Linked DNA regions of Mus musculus: all the other regions are linked to region 1. The links are chromatin contacts, called in public ChIA-PET, Micro-C and promoter capture Hi-C maps. All regions are on one chromosome and are shown on one strand. The core of a region is the stretch at or near the end of the contact, and the rest is flanking DNA. Distances in the headings are between cores, read along the strand shown. Region 1 holds the start of Nfatc3 (nuclear factor of activated T cells, cytoplasmic, calcineurin dependent 3). Region 2 holds the start of Pdf (peptide deformylase (mitochondrial)). Region 3 holds the start of Plekhg4 (pleckstrin homology domain containing, family G (with RhoGef domain) member 4). Region 4 holds the start of Tppp3 (tubulin polymerization-promoting protein family member 3). Region 5 holds the start of Sntb2 (syntrophin, basic 2). Region 6 holds the start of Has3 (hyaluronan synthase 3). Region 7 holds the start of 4931428F04Rik (RIKEN cDNA 4931428F04 gene).

What was found. Promoter capture Hi-C pulls out the DNA fragments that hold promoters and counts their contacts. A called contact is a pair of places that touch in the nucleus more often than the background predicts. ChIA-PET counts read pairs in DNA pulled down with a chosen protein or histone mark.
Region 2: a contact with region 1 is called in a promoter capture Hi-C map of liver, with 5 times the contacts expected there. The contact joins the promoter of Pdf here to the promoter of Nfatc3 in region 1. A contact is called at or near these places in 4 of 39 promoter capture datasets (hippocampal neurons, liver and stem cell-derived epiblast-like cells) and 1 of 115 datasets of contacts at active chromatin or transcription factors (pancreatic cancer cells).
Region 3: a promoter capture Hi-C map of liver shows a contact between it and region 1, with 2.0 times the contacts expected there. The contact joins the promoter of Plekhg4 here to the promoter of Nfatc3 in region 1. A contact is called at or near these places in 1 of 39 promoter capture datasets (liver) and 1 of 115 datasets of contacts at active chromatin or transcription factors (pancreatic cancer cells).
Region 4: a contact with region 1 is called in a promoter capture Hi-C map of liver, with 2.1 times the contacts expected there. The contact joins the promoter of Tppp3 here to the promoter of Nfatc3 in region 1. A contact is called at or near these places in 2 of 39 promoter capture datasets (cranial neural crest and liver), 1 of 115 datasets of contacts at active chromatin or transcription factors (large pre-B cells) and 1 of 9 other capture datasets (adipose tissue).
Region 5: a promoter capture Hi-C map of liver shows a contact between it and region 1, with 2.2 times the contacts expected there. The contact joins the promoter of Sntb2 here to the promoter of Nfatc3 in region 1. A contact is called at or near these places in 1 of 39 promoter capture datasets (liver), 1 of 484 Hi-C or Micro-C datasets (B cells) and 1 of 115 datasets of contacts at active chromatin or transcription factors (memory CD8 T cells).
Region 6: a contact with region 1 is called in a Micro-C map of embryonic stem cells, with 4 times the contacts expected there. The contact joins the promoter of Has3 here to the promoter of Nfatc3 in region 1. A contact is called at or near these places in 3 of 39 promoter capture datasets (hippocampal neurons, liver and neural stem cells) and 1 of 484 Hi-C or Micro-C datasets (embryonic stem cells).
Region 7: a contact with region 1 is called in an RNA polymerase II ChIA-PET map of memory CD8 T cells, with 22 read pairs. The contact joins the promoter of 4931428F04Rik here to the promoter of Nfatc3 in region 1. A contact is called at or near these places in 1 of 39 promoter capture datasets (liver) and 2 of 115 datasets of contacts at active chromatin or transcription factors (memory CD8 T cells and pancreatic cancer cells).

Annotation. Positions count from the first base shown.
Region 1 is chr8:106,058,163-106,060,868 of GRCm38.p6, forward strand. It overlaps Nfatc3 (nuclear factor of activated T cells, cytoplasmic, calcineurin dependent 3), which reads left to right and starts at 1,428. Exons shown (of 10, transcript NM_010901.3): 1 at 1,428-1,831. The coding sequence starts at 1,729.
Region 2 is chr8:107,047,359-107,050,058 of GRCm38.p6, forward strand. It overlaps Pdf (peptide deformylase (mitochondrial)), which reads right to left and starts at 1,256. Exons shown (of 2, transcript NM_026513.2): 1 at 703-1,256. The coding sequence starts at 1,240. Cog8 (component of oligomeric golgi complex 8) reads right to left here. Exons shown (of 5, transcript NM_139229.4): 5 at 1,351-1,772. The coding sequence ends at 1,450.
Region 3 is chr8:105,371,990-105,374,689 of GRCm38.p6, forward strand. It overlaps Plekhg4 (pleckstrin homology domain containing, family G (with RhoGef domain) member 4), which reads left to right and starts at 1,283. Exons shown (of 23, transcript NM_001364406.1): 1 at 1,283-1,873. The coding sequence starts at 1,830.
Region 4 is chr8:105,470,022-105,472,721 of GRCm38.p6, forward strand. It overlaps Tppp3 (tubulin polymerization-promoting protein family member 3), which reads right to left and starts at 1,401. Exons shown (of 4, transcript NM_026481.3): 1 at 1,259-1,401. It overlaps Zdhhc1 (zinc finger, DHHC domain containing 1), which reads right to left. Exons shown (of 14, transcript NM_175160.5): 14 at 2,402-2,700. The coding sequence ends at 2,580.
Region 5 is chr8:106,934,465-106,937,164 of GRCm38.p6, forward strand. It overlaps Sntb2 (syntrophin, basic 2), which reads left to right and starts at 1,276. Exons shown (of 7, transcript NM_009229.5): 1 at 1,276-1,857. The coding sequence starts at 1,338.
Region 6 is chr8:106,869,510-106,872,209 of GRCm38.p6, forward strand. Has3 (hyaluronan synthase 3) reads left to right here and starts at 1,327. Exons shown (of 4, transcript NM_001331048.1): 1 at 1,327-1,442.
Region 7 is chr8:105,288,127-105,290,826 of GRCm38.p6, forward strand. It overlaps 4931428F04Rik (RIKEN cDNA 4931428F04 gene), which reads right to left and starts at 1,402. Exons shown (of 8, transcript NM_028888.2): 1 at 1,278-1,402; 2 at 643-1,039. Exoc3l (exocyst complex component 3-like) reads right to left here. Exons shown (of 14, transcript NM_177788.5): 11 at 2,556-2,678; 12 at 2,323-2,478; 13 at 2,106-2,230; 14 at 1,797-2,024. The coding sequence ends at 1,835.

The DNA of each region.
Region 1 (2,706 bases), core at 178-2,677:
TTGGTTTCTGATCATTGGTCCTTCCATGGAACAAGCTTTGCTCGTCTTTTGCTTGGATCTCCAGTTTCTACTACTCCTGTAGCGTGTGGGTGGGTGTTCAATGTCCTCAGAGCTCCTATCACAGCTCTAATCTCTTTGCACAGTAATTATATATTTGCTATTCCTCTCTCTCTCAACCCTGATGGGAGACTATCTCTGTATCTCTGTGTCCCTCATAAGTACTGGTAAAGCCCTGAGCAGGAATAAACCAGTCCAAGATGAATGGCTCACGAGCTCAGAACATTCCTTGCTCTTCTGACCCTAGGCTTAGCCGGGGTCCCCCTGAGGCTCACTTAGTAGCCCAGGAATCACTGAGATGCAGAGATCTTTGCAAGGAGCTTGTGCTTGCTCCATTCTCCCAGGGGCTTTTGTGAGTAGTATCAGACTTGCTGTCGTGGAGGAGGTGGTCACTGGCTTCTCCCAACTCCTTCTCTTAATCATGCGCTAAGTAAACAAGACTGAGTCCCCAGACTCCAAGGGATGGTGTCTTGGGCCATCTCATGTCTCACCGGGGAAGGCAGACTCTTTGAGGTGAAACCAAGATTGAAAGCCGGTTCTTTTTGACAGCGTCACTTCCTATATGTGGGCTTTCCTTGCTCGGGTGTCACAATGCCTTAGTCTCACGGTTATGTACTAAGATGCAGAGGCCAAGAAGGGTACTTTTCTCTGTGTCTGCTCAACTTCCGTCAAGGACCAGACCTGGTCCCTCTGATTTAGGTGAGGCCTAGCTAGAATGCATGGCATCCTCTCCGGGCCGGCTTGAGGGGACAAAGGCACAGCCACTGAGACGGGGCCCCACCCCAGAAGGGTGGCTCTGAATCGACTCCAGACTTGTCTCGCAAGGTTTTCTTCGGCTCCACCCTAACCTACCCAAAAGTTCGAACCAATCCCTGGCCCTCTCCAAGTTACGCCATCGAAGTTGGTATGGAGGGATGCGGGGGATGAGTGGTAACTTTTGAGGTGGTCTAACGAACGTATCCACTCTAAACTCAGCTATAAGTGAAAAGTACCTCTGTGGGGCCAAATATCCGGACACCTATAACCCTGGCGCTCTGCTACCCACTTCCTCGACATGAGCTCCGCCCGATGAGGGGGAAAAAGATAGTCTCCAATTGGCCTACGTGGGTTCCCAATCTAATTAGACAGCGCTATTGGCCCTACCCTGGTCTTGGTTTAGAAACTGCGGAAGAAAGAGAGTTTTAACTACAACTTCCGAGAGGGAGCAGGGCTCTGGCGCTTCTTGCTCACGTGACTTCCTCCTCGCAGAGGACTCACGCGATAGGTCGGTGAGGAGGCGGGGCCCGTGGCTGTCAGCGGGGCCAGCGGCCTATGGGCTGCCCCGTCGGGCGGGAGCGCGGCGAGGGGCGGGGCTGGGCGCGCTGCAGGGCGCGGGAGCGCGCCGGCGGCGGTGGCGGCAGTGGCGGCGACTGTGGGGGTGGGGGGCGGGGAGCCTTGGTTGAGGCGACCGTGGCTTTTCTGCACCCTCGACCGGCGGCGGTGACGGCTCCCGGTGCGGCGGGGCGCTCGGCCAGCTTTCTAGGTCGGAACGGAACGCTCGGCCTCGCGGGCCCCGCCCGGAAAGTTTGCAGTGGAGCCGCGACCTCCTGGCCGGCGCGGCCCAGCATGAAGCGGCGCTGAGGAGCCGCCGCGGCCGCCTGAGGAGGAGGCGCTGCACCCCGGGCCACGCCGATGACTACTGCAAACTGTGGCGCCCACGACGAGCTCGACTTCAAACTCGTCTTCGGCGAGGACGGGGCACCAGCGCCGGTGTCCCAGGTCTCGCGGCCTGCAGGTGGGTGCCGGGCCGGCCGGGACTGTGGAGCGTGCCCTCGCCGCGCTCCCGCCAGCTCGCCTTCCCCTCGGTCCCCCTGGTGCGTGCGGGTGGCGAGGAAAGCCCGATTTAATTTGAGGAGGAGAAGGAGGCGTGTGGTTCGGGGCGACGTGGAAGTGTCTTGGCTGCGAGCGAACTAGTAGGGAACTCGACTCCGAGAGGCCAGTGGCCGGCGGACGCCCGGGCTTTGGAGGCAGAGGTTGTTGGGGCCAAAGCCCCAAGAGGTTTCTGGTTGTCGTAGCTGTGCCAGCGTGGTGCAGAGGAAATGTCTCCGAGAAGTGTAAGCGCACTTCGCTGTCTTTAGGCTAGTTGTAAAATTCTTTATTTGAAAGATGCGTGTTTTCAAATTCCACTTTAAAAAAAAATCTACTTTGCTAGAAGAGCGAGTTCGAGTTAGTGTCCACTTGTGTAAATTTATATTCCATCCACGCTTAGTTTCAAGTATACTATAACGGACCTTTCTGAAAACTGGGTTGTTTTGCTTGGGCAAAGTGTTTCTGGAGATTAAAAAACAAAAACAAAAAAACAAGATACGTTGCCTTTTAAAATTACAGTTCTCCTAGAATGTTCTAGAAGGCATTTTTTAATAATTTTAAAAAAAAAAGCTCTTCTCAGAAGATGTTTTAAAAGATAAGTTGGGAAAGCTGGACACCATAATGCTTGCGGGTCAAACCAGTCAGTAAATAGAAACAGGATGATGACTGGGGACTTAACTCTCTCCTGTGACCTGGTTTGGAATAGTGTGGTTCGTTAAGTTCAGCTTCCCTATTACATATGCAAGAGAACTTAGAAAAAGAAGATGGATAAGAGTATTCATGTTTATTCTTTCCAGTATT
Region 2 (2,700 bases), core at 6-2,505, 990 kb after region 1:
CATGCCTATTTATATCCTATCTACAGAGGCAGCATCCAAGAGTGAATGTGGATAACAGCTCTTATCCCTCCTAGAAAGGGTACCCCAATTTTGTCCAGTGCCGACTTTTTACTCAGCGTGATTCCCAGCACTACTACAGGGCAAGGATAAGAAATCAAAACTCTTTTCAAGGGCTGTTTATCAAAGGTATTTCATGCCAGGCATGGTGGCACACACCTTTTAATCCCAGCACTCAGGAGGTAGAGGCAGGCGGATTTCTGAGTTCGAGGTCTACAAAGTGAGTTCCAGGACAGCCAGGGCTATACAGAGAAACCCTGTCTCGACCCCCCCCCCCCAAAAGAAAGGTATTTCAGCTTGGCACTGTAGCAAATAACCATATTACATAAAACAATGTGAATGTGAAGCATGGAATGGTTTGTTGCCCTAGTCTGGGTAAATCTGGGTCCCACTTTCTTACACAAGCCCCACCACGATAAACTGGGAAAATCGTGTGTGCAATACAGACACACTTACATGGGAATCTATATACCTACTCATGAGAAAGGGGAAAGACAGGCTCCATATCTAAGGAATCACCCTGCAACCCATCTAGGCGGGCCTGACCTGCTCTTCAGGAGTTCAGTTGGCTCCCGAGTGCCGCTGTGTCTGCACTGTCTCTAGCCAGAGAGAGCAAGACCACCCCGCTGCCCACGTCCCCTGCACCTGAGATCTGCACGGCTTGGAAGCGAGGCACACACGCCAGAAAGCCGGCGACACTCTCGCAGCCCTCGGGGAAGGTGACCAAGCGGCTGTCCAACACTCTCAGACTGGGGTTCACCAGCACCCGAAGTGGGAAGGGTTCCATCTGACGCAGTTCGCGCAGGCGCGGTGAGAAGGCTCGGAGGAGCTTGTCCGGGAACTCGAGCGCCAACACTTGCAGCGGCACCCCGAGCTGCGGCGCACTAAGGCCCACACAGCCACGCCGTCGCATTACCTGCACCATCCGCCCCACCAGCCGCTGCAGCTCCGGCCCCGCTAGCTGCTCGGGTTCCACCGGGGCCGCCACGACGCGCAGCACCGGGTCCCCGACCTGGCACACGTGCGCGTATGGCGGCTGCGGCGCGCCACATACAAGGCGCCTGAGGTACCGCCAGTAGGAGCGCGTGCGCGCCGGGCCCTCCAAGGCGGCCAAGGAGCTGCACCTCTGCGCCCGGCTCCCCGGAACCCACGCCGGCCGCGGCAGCCTGCCCAGCAGCAACATGGCGCGGGGAGACGCCGCGGCCCTTCCTTCCGCTAGCGCCAAAGACGCCGGGAAGCGTAGTTCCCGTGTAACTTCCGGACGCCCATCGTCGGGAACAGCAGGCGAGTGGCGACAGTTGTCGGTTTTATTAAAGCTGCAAATACCACAGGGCCCGCGCTATCCTGGGCAAAGCAACTGCACACACCTTCCCGCTGCAGAAGCGCGTACCCTCAGGGCTGCTCCCCAGGCTGCGGGCAGGGGACACTGCCTATGGCTCCTCCCTCACTCGGTGGCTCGGCTGGCAGCGGCTCCCCCTCCATGGGCTCCTGAGGCAGCGGCTCCCCTGGTTCCCTCTTCTCTGTTACAGGCTCCATGCTCCGCTGCTCCGCAGGGAGCTCTGGAGCTGGGGCCACGAGGTCCGGCCCCAGCTCCTGCTCATCTAAACAGAAAACTGTTTCTCTCTTAGGCAAAATAAAGGCGAGAGGTTCCTGGATGGCGCTGATGTTCACGTGTCCAAGGTTTCCGTGCTTAGAGAGCTGGGTGGGTGAAATGCCTGACCCAGATGGTAGGGAAAAAGAAATGAAAAAGAAAAAAAAAGTTATTAAATTCAATGCAGAGATCTCAGGGATGGTGTGGGGCAGGGGAGGGGACACTCAGAGAAAAGATTTAACACAATTACATATTTCAATACAACAAGAACATCTTTTTGGGTTTTTTGTTTTTTTGAGACCTGGCTATGCTGGAACTCTATAGACCAGGCTGGTCTCTTATCTCACAGAGATCGTCCTGCCTCTGCCTCCCAAATGCTGGTATTAAAGTTGTGCCAGGCTAAGGGCATCTCTGTAATACAAAAGGACAGTTAGTTATATTGGAGCCCCATTGTAAGGGTGGATGGAGCCTGAGCCAGGAGACACTCAGTAAATACTGGAGTCCAGGCACAGATCCCAGCTATTTGGGAGGCAGAGGCAGGAGGATCTCTGAGTTCAAGGCCAGTTGGGTATACCAAGTTAGTTCCAGGGTAGCCAGTGCTATATACTGAGATCCTGTCTAGTGTCAAACCAAAAACAAGGGCTACAGACATGGCTCAGTGGTTAAGTACTCTTCCAGAGGTCCTGAGTTCAATCCCCAACAACGTGGCTCACAACCATCTGTAATGGGATCTGACGCCCTCTTCTGACATACACGCAGGTGTGCATTCAGATAGAGCACTCACATAAAATCTTTAAAAAGACAAAACGAAAACAACAATGATAAAAGCCAGGCTGTGGTGAAGAACACCTTTAATCCCAGCACTCAGGAGATTTACAGAGTTCCAGGACAGCCAGAGTTTCACAGAGGAACCCCTGAAGAGAAATCCCATATCAAAAAACCAACCAAACAAACAAACAAATTTTTTAAAAAATCTTTCCTTTTATCCTAGCTCTTGGGAGGCAGAGGCAGGCAGATTTCTGAGTTCAAGGCCAGCCTGGTCTACAAAGTGA
Region 3 (2,700 bases), core at 33-2,532, 690 kb before region 1:
CTGTCTTGTCTGGAACTTTTTTTTTCCCCTTTTTTTTAGACCTGGCTAGCCTTGAACTTGTGTATCGTCCAGCCCTTTCATCTCAAGCCCTAGATTAGAGGCATGCACTCTTTGGTCACAATGAGGGCCGTTCTACGTCAAAGAAGGTGGTCTGAGACAACAGGGTTTTAGTCAGCTCTGTTTCCCCATGCAGTCTGGGACCTAAGAGAAAAGGCTGTGATGCCCCTGGTGGCCTTGAATGCCACTCCCAGGAGCCTGGGTTTATTTGGGTCAAAGATGAGAGGGGTCTGGGAGGTTTGAGAAATCAGTTGCTTTGCTGATTACAGTGGTCCTGGCTTAAGGGACTTAAGTCATACACAGACTTAAGGGAATGTATCCCCAGATCTCCAAAGCTAAGGAGTCGCCTTTTCTTTTCTTTTCTTCCCTTTTCTTTCCTTATGGATGGATGTTGTCAAGAAAAGAGAGGTAGGGAGGGCTGGGGAGGGGGGAGGGCGGAGTGGGGGGGGGGGCTGTCCACATTCTACAATCTCAGTGGAAAAGACTTCTCTGAGTAGATTCAGCAACCAGCAGAACCAGAGATGGCCTTCGTGAGTCACTGTTCAGACTTGCAAGCTCAGCTCTGGAAGCCCGCTGTGGTCAGCCACCCCAGGTTGGCTCCAGGCCTAGCCCCCCACTGTCCCGCACTGGGCCAGTGTCTGTCCCTGTTGCTGTTCCATGCCTTTCCCATCCCAGATACGTGTGCCTCACAGCTCTCTGCCTCTTCTGTCTGAGTCTGTCTGTCAGTCATTTTCTCTAACCTTGGTTTCCACGTCACCCACGTGGGAAGAGTTCAGGACGGGAGGGGCGGTGTGACTAGTCTTAGATACCCCTAAATATTTATTCTGTGCCAGGCCTGACATACAGAGCTCGAAATATCAAAGTGGACAATATTCAGTCTGCCTGCTTACAGGGCACATTCTGTGTGGAGTGAGAAAACCACAGCCTAGTTCTGCCTCTGTCTCAGCACGCGTGCCTGCGCTCCCCCAACCGCCTGCTGTGTTCAGAGGGCCTGGGTCAGTTAGGGCCTGAGACCTGATGCCTCTTATTTGCTTCATCCCTGGGAAGGGTTATGTTCCTCCCGGGAAGTCCATCTTCTTACAGCTCCTGGGGGCCTGGCTAGTGGGTGGAGGTGAGCCTCAGAAGCAGGAGGGAGGGAAGGAGAGAGGGAGGGAGGGGCAATGACTCAGTGGGGGTGGCCTGGGACAAGAACCAAGGACAGAAGCCAAGACTGGACCTGATGCTCACTGAAGCTAGAGGAAGGAGAGATGGAAGACATGCCTAGGAGCTGGGGCTGGAGAAGGACAACTCCAAGGCCAGCCTTGCCCCTTGCTCTTCAGAATCTGCCTTAGAGTCAGAGATGGGTGGGGACGCCTGTTGTTTCTACCATGGCTGCAGCTGATAACTAGATTCATGAAGGAATCGCCTGACTTAGAGCCAGGGAAGGCATTATGTCCAGTGTCCTCTCCTCCCAGGGACCAAGGCCATGGTGTGGGGGCTACATGCCTTTGTCTGGTTGCACAGATAACCTTTTTCTTATGATCTTTCCACAAATTCAAGAGTGTTAGGCCAGGCCCACTTCCTCCAAAAGGACCCCAGACTTTAGAGTTAAGAACGAGTAGGGGTCTCCCAGCTATCCCAGTGTCTTTCATCAGTTCAAGATTCCCTAACGAAGGGTGAAGTGGGAAGGCAGGGCATGAACACAGATATCTGATCCATCCATCAGGATTTCCCTGGTCCATCGGGCAACCCCAGGAGAAAAGAATGCTTTTCTTGTCTTACAGGAGAGGAAGATGAGGTGCAAAGAGAAAAGGGTCCCTGGAACAGCCCACAAGAGGTGAGTGATGGAACCAGATCTCAGCTGGTCTCTGGCCCCAGGGCACCAGCTTTCTTAGCCACCCTTTTCTGTGGATAGGGAAAAAGAACTCAGGGAATGAGGGTTTGAGCCTTATGTATGTTGGCAGGCCTGGGTCAATTCCCACCCAGAGACATAGCTACCTACCCTCTTCACCTTCCGGGTTTAACAAGTCATGGGATGTCACCGTTTATCTCTAATTTATTTCTCTGTCTTTTTGTTGTTTGTTTTATTAATTAAACCTGGGGGCTCACACAAGTCAGGCAAGGGCTCTGCTACTGAGTTACACCTCACAGCCCATCCAACCTGTTCCGTGGTGGGTGGGCCTGAGAACCTGAAGGGGAGATTCAGGCTACAGAGGAGTGGTGGTCCCTCCCACTATCCGTGAAGATTATCCACACGCAGCTACCAGGGCATAGGGAGTCTCTCTGGAGACGGCCCCTAATCATGGACTCACATGTGTGTGTGTGTGAGTGTGTGGTGGTGGGTGGTGGGACAGCTCTGAGGACCACGAGGGCTTGAGTGGTCCTCATCTTGTACATGGAAGCTGGGCAAGTATTCCCATGTCCCATCACGGGAATGGTAAAGGAGCCTTGCCCTCCTCCCACAAGGGCGTCCTTTGCTTCGTGCAAGAGCCTTCTTTCCATCGGCAGAGCCACGGCTCACTCACCCTTTCAGACAGTTCCAGCTCTGAGCACAGTGAGCACAGTGGAATGAATGTTGCCGGGGTCGGCAGAATGAGAAGTCAAGGGAGGGCTCGCCAAGTCTCCGAGGCACTGAGAGTAGGAACCCAGCGGCCGGCGGGCGCG
Region 4 (2,700 bases), core at 151-2,650, 590 kb before region 1:
ATTAAGACCCCTGCAATGAAACTCCTCCCCAGCATGCCCACAGCCCTGCAGTCAAGTGCATGTCCTACTACAGACCCCTGACCACACCCTCCTCAGAGCTCCATTGCAGATCTCTGACCACACCCTCAGCCCCACCCTGAAAGTCCCTCTCCAAATCAAACCCTGTGTACACTGCATCCATTTTGCATCCTTTTAACTCACATCCTGAAGACCCCAACCACAGTCACTAGCTGGACTCTGCACCCTTACAAAGGCCCCCTGGCCATACCCTTGGAGCATTCCCGTTCATCCATATAGCTACAGCTTCTGACACAGCCCTGCCTTGAAATCTCCCAGTCTATGCAGTAACACTTCCATACTTCCATGCAAAGCATTGAACACCCACCACCACACACGCGCAGAGTTCCCTGACCACACCCTCAGCACTCTCTCTTTACTCATATGCTAAAGCTATTGACACAGACCTGACCTAAAGCCCCTCAGAGTCTAACCAGCACTGGCATCGCCAGGCATCATGTTAAGACATACCACCATCACCACACCCACTGCAGCCTCCTGTTCTCAGCCACCATCTTTACCTTGCCTCTTAGGGGAAAAAAAAAAAAGTGTCCAATGACCACAACCTGGCCCCCGAACAACTTCCTCTTCTTCCATTACTAGTTGGTCCACACTGAAAGGCCTTTTCTGGTGACCACACCTACTCATCCATAAGTTGCAATTTTTAAGACTCAGAAACCCAGAGATTGCACTCTGCAGGGACCTCTGTGGGTCTGTAAATGGGGTCCGCCACACCCTTTGCCTCTCCCAAAGATGTCAACCCGCCCGGGGACCCAAAGCCCTGTACTTGAACACCACAGGTAAATGTGTCCAGGGGAGTTTGGGGTGCTACATGATGCTCTTCTCAAGGAAATGGGAGGATCCTGAGGCTACTGCTCACTCCTGTCTATGGGAAGATGAATTTGGGGGCTGTTGATGTGGAACAGAATCACAGCAGCTGCTCTGGGGTCCTCAGACCCTGGGCACAGTGTTCATGCCTCTGAACTGAATCCGCTCGTCAGCTCCTGCTGGGACAGCTGCAGTCATCAATCAGCCTGGCAAGAAGGTGGGGGCAGGAGTGTGTGTGGAACCCTTGGGGCCAGGGCCGGGGTGTTCAGCTGATAGGCTCAGCTCAGTACCATCTGAGGTTGGTTCAGGCTGCTCCCACCCACCCCTCCTTTTGGGGGATACGAATTAGGGTGGTCGATGTTCAGTCTCCTACCGGCTTCTACCGCTTGGCTGCTCCTGAGCGTGCCTTCGGACAGGACCCAGGAACTGATGCTGGAGACCAGGAGGCTCCACAGCTCCGCTCCCTGCCGGCTCCCGGGCGGGACTGCAGCCCGGGCGGCTCCGTAGTATTATCCCCTGTTTCTCGGTCACCATAGAGACAGTGAGTCCCACCCCCTAGGCTGTCTCGGCGGGAGAGTGACCAAGGTCACGCTAGCTCCTCCCACCAGACCCCGCCCTATGTGCTCTGTGGGCGCTGGGCCCGCAGAATTGCAGCGACAGCCTTATCCTGCTCCTCCCCTTCAACCGCGGTCCTCAAGCGGTCAGAGCTGCCCTCTGCAGTCCTGGATGTCCTAAGATAGGAACTCCCATGGCCAATGGGAAAACAGCCCCCCCCCAAATTCCATTGTCCCCAACCCTCAAGGGACTGCTGAAAGAATCCACCTGAGATTGTCTAGGAGCTGAACTGAAGAAGGGGATCCCGCCCCTCATTGACAAGGATCTACAGCTGGCTCCAAGACCACAGCTGCCGCTAACCCTGTGGCATTCACTCATTCCTAGGTTCTCAGCAGGCCACATTCTGAAGCACTAGAAGACTGAGACAATCAGTGGATCACGCATTCTTACCCACCCCACCCCCCCAAATGCTGGGTACTTTTGTGGCAGCAATTCCTAAATTTCGGAGAATGGCTGCCTCCTCCCATTCTCGTCTCCCCGCCTCACAGCTTCTTGTTCCAATGCGCCTCCCTAGCCTGCTTCCTCTTCAGTTTCCAACTGCAAATACTAAATAAAAAACTAAATAAAAATACTAAATATTAATTGATTAATTAATTAATTAATAAACCTTGCTGGGTGGGTGTGGTAGCACAAGCCTGCAATCTGGGGATTCGGGAGACTGAAGCAGTAGATTCAAATTTTCGAGGCTACCCTGGGAAATGGGAGAAGGGACAGAGGAGAGTGGTAGTTCTTGAACAAGACCCCATGTTTTTGATTCCCAACACTTAAAAGAAAAACCCTGTCCAGAGACCTTTCCTAACCCGCCCCTCTTTCTCTGCCCCAAGCTAGCAATGGTGGTCCTGCTTCTGTGAGATCCATGGATTTTTCCACTATGAAAATAAGCATTAAGTCCGCAAAAGCATTAAAAAAAAAAAAAAGTTTATTGGGGCATCAGGGCTGGTGGAGCGGATATTGCTGAGTCTTGGGTAAGGAAGGCCGATCCTGTCGACCTTGAGGTCCCTAAAGTGCACTCGTTACGCGAATGTGGGGTGTTGCATAGAGTCAAGGCCCTCCTGCCTCTAGTCCTTAGCCTTAGTGGGCTAAGGCAGGCCGTCGCCGCCTCCAGGTGTTCCGGGCTCGCCACTGCTCGGGCTCACAAAAACAGCAGGCGAACGTGCCTGTAGAGCCAGCCCAGACTCTCGACCCCTGGCTCCTGGGGCA
Region 5 (2,700 bases), core at 26-2,525, 880 kb after region 1:
ATACTCACTCTATGAAAACTGGGACATCGCTCTCCTGCCACACTTCAGGGCTCCTGGTTTTTCATGGACTGGGCCAGCTTTTACATAGTAGCTTTCCACTCCGACCCTGCTCCCCCGCTTCTGCCCCCTCAGGCCTCTCTGGTCTTCTGATAGCTTCAGATTTCTACCTAGTCCTCAGGTCTTTGGATTTGGATTCAGAGCCTTTTTCTGCAGATGGCAGATTGTGGAGTTTAGCCTCATAATCTTGTGGCTAATCTCGCACAATCTTTGTTAACTATATATACCCGTTGGTCTGTGGGGAACTCTAAAACATCAGCATGCTGCAAATGTCTTTGACCTTGCGCACTGTGGGTTCCCAGTGCTTAAGAAGACAGGTCCCGGGCTGGCGAGGTGGCTCAGTGGGTAAGAGCACCCGACTGCTCTTCCAAAGGTCCAGAGTTCAAATCCCAGCAACCACATGGTGGCTTACAACCATCCGTAACAAGAACTGACTCCTTCTTCTGGTGTGTCTGAAGACAGCTACAGTGTACTTACATATAATAAATAAATCTTTAAAAAAAAAAAAAAAAAAAGAAGAAGACAGGTCCCCTCTAATTACAGGCCAGCAGACAGGTGATTTTTAAAAGCAGTGACAAAGTCTTGGATCCACACCTTTGATCCCATGTCACTTATGCTGTGTCCCCTGCTTGTGCTCACACCAAGACTAACCAAATGTTGTTTTATCCTGTTCTTAGGGAGGTCTGCAGTCTTTTTAACCACAGAGAATCACACCTAGCTGGTTGCCTCTGTTTTTCTTTCCCATTAGACCACAAGCTCTCTCGGCTGAGGTGCATTTTATTCAGTGTGTCTCTAGGGCCTTAAAAGGAGCCCAGCACACCTCTGAGCGCTCAGGGCTGCTTTTTTTTTTTTTTTTTTTTTTTTTTGCAATGAACCAATCAATGCAAGAATGAACGCGCCAACCCGGCCCTGCAGGATCGCAAAGAGCCTCTCTACAAGCTGACTTTGCTCTCCCTGCCCGGGCAGCTCTCGTAGAAGAGGTGAGGAGTTCGAGGAGGTCACGGAGAACCAAAGCAAAGGACGGCGGGGTGCCTCGCTGCACGAGGCGCTGCCCACCTCCGAAGAGCTTTCAGTGAACCAGGACAACCTCGCCTCCCGGAAGCGGCCTCGCCGGCCTTCCCCCCGCCCCTCCGGAAAGTGGGCGTGGCCCTCATGAATAATGAATCGCCGGGGGGAGGGGAGGGGTCCGCCCCCCTCGGGCGGGAAGGGGGAAGCGCCGAGGCTGCCTGACTGGAATCGGGGGAGCTGCAGCAACGGCGGCTGCGGGAGCAGGGCCGGCCATGGCGGTGTGGACGCGGGCCACCAAAGCGGGGCTGGTGGAGCTGCTTCTAAGGGAGCGCTGGGTGCGGGTGGTGGCCGAGCTCAGTGGCGAGAGCCTGAGCCTGACGGGCGACGCCGCCGCAGTCGAGCCTGAGCCGCCGGCGGCCGCCTTCAACGGTCTTCCGAACGGCGGCGGCGGCGAGTCTCTGCCCGGGAGCCCGAACCGTGGCCTGGGGCCGCCCAGCCCTCCCGCGCCGCCCCGCGGTCCCGCGGGGGAAGCGAGCGCCTCGCCGCCCGTGCGCCGAGTGCGAGTGGTGAAGCAAGAGGCGGGCGGCCTGGGCATCAGCATCAAGGGCGGCCGCGAGAACCGGATGCCGATCCTCATCTCCAAGATCTTCCCGGGGCTGGCGGCCGACCAGAGCCGGGCGCTGCGGCTGGGCGACGCCATCCTGTCGGTGAACGGCACCGACCTGCGCCAGGCCACCCACGACCAGGCCGTGCAGGCGCTGAAGCGCGCGGGCAAGGAGGTGCTGCTGGAGGGTGAGCGGGGGCCGAGCGGGAGGCGGCGGGGTGGCGGCCTGGGCTCGCCTGCGCGCACTTTGTTTCTGCCCACCCTGACGCCTGTGCGGGGCTCGCCGGTTCCCTCCGCCCCGGCCACCAGACCTCCTCTTGTGGGGCTCCAGAGTGTGGAAAAACTGAGGCGTCCAGCGAGAAGAAAGTTGGGCAGCCACCGAAGTGTTACTTTACCGCCCCTTAGCGAGACTCAGCTGAGATTTAGGGGGTGGGGGGAGCAGCAGCCGCGTGCGAAGCTCACCCCTAAGTCTTGCACGATAAGCTGACACTAAGCACTAACTACCGGGAGAGCGATCGGCTCGAGTTCTTTAGTCTCCTTTTTTTCCCTGTTGGGAAGCGTTGGTTGGACGCTTTCTTTAGTCACCTCGGGCTCCCCGGGCGGGCCGGTCTATTAAATCCATCCACACCGATGCCAGCAGTTTGCTTGGGCAAACCACCAAAGCACTGGTTAATTTATGGGAATTTAACCCATCATTGGCTCTCAACAATAACCAGAGAAGATCACAGCACTTTGTGGAAGGCAGAGAGCTGATACAGCAAGTTTGTGAGGTTAATGAGCCTTGTTTAACAGTGGAGGCTCACGTGTTTGAGCATTTTACTGCCAACTAGAGTTTCGCCCCTTTTGCAAGAGCCCGGTGCCAGCTTCCTATCGCTGGCAGGCGTGCTGCCGCAAGACCAGTAGACATTTTATAAGAATCCTGAAACGGGTACCATCACATATGTGTGAATAGCCTTTACCTTAAGTGTAGATGCGATCTTGTGTGCAGCGTTTCACGCGTATCGATGTAACTGAGGCAGAATTAAATCTCA
Region 6 (2,700 bases), core at 77-2,576, 810 kb after region 1:
ACTGGGTGTGGTGGCCCTCATCCTTCTCTTCGGAGTTAAAGAGGATAAGAAGTTCAGGTTTATCTATCCTTGGCTATATGGGAAGTTCAAAGGCCTATCCCGGGCTACAGACTCTGTCTCAACAAAACAAACTCACTCACTGCCCAGCCCTTTAGCCCATGCAGTGGTGTTTCTCCTGAATGAAGCAGGGTGAAAGGTTTTGATTTTGTCTGTCAGGGTGGGAGTGGGCGGAGCAGGGGCCCAGGGTGGCTGTGTTGTGGATTCTGTGGCTAAGTGACCTATGGGCATGTCTGAGAGGGATGGCTTCCTGACTGGAGCAGCTCACATGCCTATTAAATTGTTTCCGCCTGCGAAGTTATCTCTGACGGTTGGAGGACCCATAAATTCATTTTTAAAACTAGTCTTTAATTACAATTTCTCTTCAGGTTTTTCTGAGATGTAAAACCTCGAGATCTCCAGCTGGTTCTAGAGTTTCTACCTCTAACAAACACTCTTCTCCCCTGGACTCCCTCTCGGCTTCACCTCACCGGAGGAGTCTACACCAACTTCCAGGGACCACGGAACTGCCAGCGAGGATGTCGGATGGGGACCTAAGAGGTCGGGACGTGGGAAAGAAAGGTGGGGAGGAAGAGCCGTTTGGGCTTTAAGACCGGAACCTCCTGGATTCCTGCTAGACCAATCTGCAGCTTTTGCAAACAGCCTTAAAGTCATCAGCGCCCCGCTGCGGAATTCAAAGCTCAGCTTGTCATAATAGTTAACACCTTCTTTGACCAGCCTCCTTTTATTTGACAATTTTTCTTTTCTGTCCCTCTCTGTTGCCACCGGGAAGGTTTTTAGGGAGTCCCCTCACATAGCGAGCCGCCCCTTGGCGTTCAGAAGATTTTCTGGGGTAGCCCGTTTGCAGGGTGAGTAGGTTTCCAGGTTTCGGGAGCGGGGCGTGGGGGCGGGGATGGACATGAACGATTTTGTAGGTCCCCACTGGTCATCCGGAAAGTTAACGATGCTTCAGGTACTAGGCTAGGGACAATGACAGCCTTTCCAAGGCTGCTGGCCCGGAGGTCGGCGTGGAGCAGCTGAGCCTTGGGCTGCACTGGGGGTCCCTAGTTTTCTAGAGGCAGAGGTTGCGACTCTCGATTCGGAGGGGCTAGGTCCACGACAGACCCCGAGTCTGGCGAGCGCCAGCCGGTGGCCGGGCACCGGGCGCTCCCGCGGGCTCCGGGAGCCCTCCCACTCTTGCCAACTTTCCCTGCCCTGGTGCCGGAGGAGGGCGCCTTTCCCAGTGGGTCGCGCGCGATACTTAAGGCGGCTCTGCTGGGCAAGGCGGTCGTCAGTCGGAGCCCCAGCGGCACCGTGGAGGCAGTGCGCGGCGGCGGGAGCCGGAGGAGGAGCATGGAGCCGCCGCGGGCCTGCTGAGCACCGGAACGCCGGCAGCCGGCGGCACGGTGAGCGCACCCAAGGGGCCGGAGCCTCTTACCGCGACCTGGGGACCCTGGGGCTCCGGCCGCTCAATGCTTCCCGGCGGCAGTCGCTTGCACCATGTTCCCTACCCCCTCCTCCCTTTCTTCCGACATCCTGGGCTCCCGCAGCCTCTCCTCCCTTCCTCCCTTGCGGCTCTTGTTTTGTGAATGAATTGGGGGTGGAGGGAGGCTGTGCGGGGAGCGAGGCTAGAGTGCCCCTCCCCCCAACTCACGCCCGCAGGGGGTTCACACCTGCGGGGACACCGAGATCTCCAGCGATCTGGTCCCTACAGCACAGGTTTGTGAGATGAGTTCCTCCTCCTTGCCGGTTCAGAGAGGTCCAAGGGTGCCTAGGAGAGATTGGAGGAGCTCCAGCCGCTAGTGCAAGTTTCTGTACTGCCGTGCGTGAGCCCGGCTGCAGGGCGCACCTGTCAGTGGGAGAGTTGCTGTTAATCTTGCAGCCCTCAAAGTTCTACTGCTGGGTAGGGAGGTGTGCGTCCTTGCCTGGAGGTTTTTATTTCTTTTCATTGTCCTATGGGACATGGATCCCGTAAAGCGCCCCCACCCTCGTGCCCTTGAATCTAAGTGCGCCTTAGCTAGCCTGGGCGAGCTTTCTTGGATCTCTTTTGAGAGGATGGAGGAAGCGGCCCAGGATATAAGATCACATTCTGGTTAACCGGCTTGGGGAAATACAGTGTCCTCTCTGGGCAGAGGACCTCAACAAGAGCCCGTGCCAGAGCCTGACTGTACATAGAATATCCAGCTGCAGAACCTTCCTGGGTCTTCTGTAGGGAGATGGGTACCTCTTAATTCCTGAGGGGGAGGGGGTCTGGCCCCCGGATGGAGGGGGCTGGCAACTGCAGGGATGCTGCCTTTGTTTGCAGGCACTCCTTTGCCAAGGTACCTGGGGCCCTGAGAAGATGAGTAGGGTCTGGGCTGGCAGTTGTTCCTTGGCTTTTCCGTTCCTTCCCAGCAGAGTCGTGGGAAACCTGCACGTGGGTGTGGCTGTGTGGCTTTAGCCAGCGGGGTGAAGCTCAAGCCGGGTGAGGAGCGTGGCGAGAGCTTCCTTAGCTGCCTTGGACCTGACCGGACAGCCTCTGGAACTGCACCGAGGCGGGGCGCCAGGACGCAGGTTGCTGGGCCAGCCACAGCACCTCCCGTCCCTTCCCAGAACGAGGCGGGCAGTAGGGCCCGCAGCGTCCCCTATGTATCAGCTCTAGCTGGAGACTAGGCAGGGGACGTA
Region 7 (2,700 bases), core at 152-2,651, 770 kb before region 1:
CAAATCTCTACAAAAGAGCAAACCTCCTCTCTCTCCTGGAACTAAGCTTTTTCTGTAGTTGTTGCTGTCTCTGAAGTCTACTGCAGCTAGCTCACTGTCTGCATGGCAGATCTGAAGGCTTTATCTGGGTTTTCCTTTCTATAATGTGCAACTGTGCTTCCAGAACCCAGAACAGTCCCTGATCCAGCACTGTAATCCACTGTGATCCATGGATGAACCTGAGTCCTTGTAAGAACTAAATCATGGAGCTGGAGAGACTTGCTGCTCTCCCTGAGAACCCAAATCCAGTTCCTAGTGTCCACGCAGGCTAACTCCAGCTGCAGGAGACCCAAGGCCCTCTTCTGGCCTCCACGGGCACATGCATATACCCATACCCAGAAATAATAAAAATAGACCTCTAAAGCAAAAATACTATAATCATTCCTTTCGCAAACTTAGATACCCTGTTTAGACTCCCCCCACCCCCACCCCGGCATCCTCCTCCTTCTCGGAGTCTTCCTCCACCTTACCTAGTGATCGGCTGCTTAAAAAATGACTTCTAGTCTCAGATCTCATTCACCCTCAAACTGTATACTTTTCTGGATGTCTACTGACCACTATATGGGCCAGTTCTTCCATTTTCCCTTCGTTCATTCCACCTACCTCCACGTAATTACCAGAATTCACCTGTTTCTTTCACGTCTCAGGTTCTTCTGCCAAGAATTCTTTTGCCAATGTGTCCCTGGAGCAACCTCTTAACCATTTTTTTCAGGGCCCGGTTTAGGCCTCACTTTCTCTGGGAAGCCTTCCCGATGTGTAAAGGGTCCCAGGGTCTTGATGGCTTCTTGACAGCCCTAGGCTGTCATGGCTGGAGGCTAGATCCATATTTCCCCACCGTGCCCTGAACTCCCCGAGGTCAGGAAGGGTCTGATTCACCCTCTCGTCCCACGCACTCACTAGTTGCAGAATGAATGAATTCAGGGTGAGGCTGGAGTCCCTGACTGCTGAAGGCGGGGTCTGGTGACAAATGAGAGGGTGTGGCCCACACCAATAAGAACCCCTGGAAAGAGATAACGTGGGAAAACAACCAATAGGAACCAAGAGCTCTGGGAGGGCGTGCCCTGAAGACAAATAAAGGGCGTGAGACAGGGTGAAGGGCGTGCCCAATGGAGGGCGGAGCTAGGAGACAATGGACTTGGGGGAATTCCCTGGTAAATCAAGAAGGGTGAAGTCTTAGTCATATTTAGTCTCGGTTTTTGGAGTGGGGTAGGGGTTCGGTCCGCGTGCCGCGCCCCCACCTGATCACGCCTCTTTTGCTGCCCGCAGTTCCTGCTCCTCAAAGCCGATCGCTGGCCGCCGAGACCATGGAAGCCCGCGCCAAAGACACGCGCACTCGGGCGCGCGCACGCTCACACGAAGACGCAAGGGCCACGTCCGTCTCCGCCGTAGGGGGCGTGCTTAAGCTCGCTGTGGGCGGAGCCAAACGTGCGAAGAGGGGCGGGATTCGCTGCCACCCTGCGCCCCTGGACCGCGTCTGGTCCTAGACTTCCCCCTCTTCAAACTTCCGCGCTTCTAAAGCGACTGGCGAGGGCGATGAAACCATTTACTGCTTGCCGGTAGTAGATACATAGGAAGTGAGTACTCCACGGGAGCCCAGGGTTCGGGGCACGCAGTCCACAAAGAGAGCAGATGTCTGCATAGGTGAGATGCTGCCAGAATACTAGGATTCAGCCAGGATTATAGATGTACCACTGTGCACGGACCCCTAATTGCACTGTTGCTTTCACCGGCGCGCCCCCAACACATAGATTCAGACGTGTCGTAGACGTGGCTTTATTACGCAAACAGATGGGTGTCAGGAGCAGGGACCTGAAGGGAGGCAGGAGGACAGGGAGGGCGTAGGCGTCGGTACCAGGCTGAAGAGCGCCCGGCGGCCAGTGGACGGTGAGGGCGGTGGACCCGCCTGCAGCGAACTGAGTGCTGCCTGACGATGCTCTCGGGACACGTCTCCGCGCAGGTCCAAGAGGGCAGAGACGTGATCCTCGCTGCAGGAATACCACCACGTGCGTCAGCCCAGCCCTCCCTCGTCCTCCTGGGCCGTTCCTCCCCTGTCCCCTTCCTCGCACCTCACGTCGGGAAATTGCTGCCTCAAGCCTGCCACCTCGAGGCCAAGCAGTGTGGGGTCGTGGAGGTTGAGCAGTTCCCTCAGCGCGAGCAGGACGGGCGCGCAGTGAGCGCTCTCTTCCAGGCCCTGAACACATGGGAACAGGGTTTCCAGCGGGCCCTCGGCTCCCACCCAACTACAGAGATCCTCGACTGTCTGCCCTCCCAATGAGCTCTCACCAAACCAAGGAAAAGCTCTTTGAGCTGGGCAGCATCCTGCCGAAGTCGCTCAGCCGCCTGGCTCCGCTCGTCCGTACCGCGGCACACTAGGCGGCCCTGCATCAGAGCCCTTAGGTATTGTAACACCACGGTTCGTTCCGCCTCTGCCAGCAGCAGCTGCAGGACAGTAATCAGTTTGAATATAGGGTCCCACCAGCACAACCCCTTCCCCAGCTTTCCTCTCCTCGCCCTACCTGAACACCAGGCTTCCGTACGCGCCAGAAGTCCTGGCAGAAGTGCGACGTCTGCTCACACACACCATCTAGCAACTCAGAACTCAATAGCCACCGGCGCGAGGGCAGAGCGGAGAACAGGGGCTAGGGAAAGCATAGCACAGAC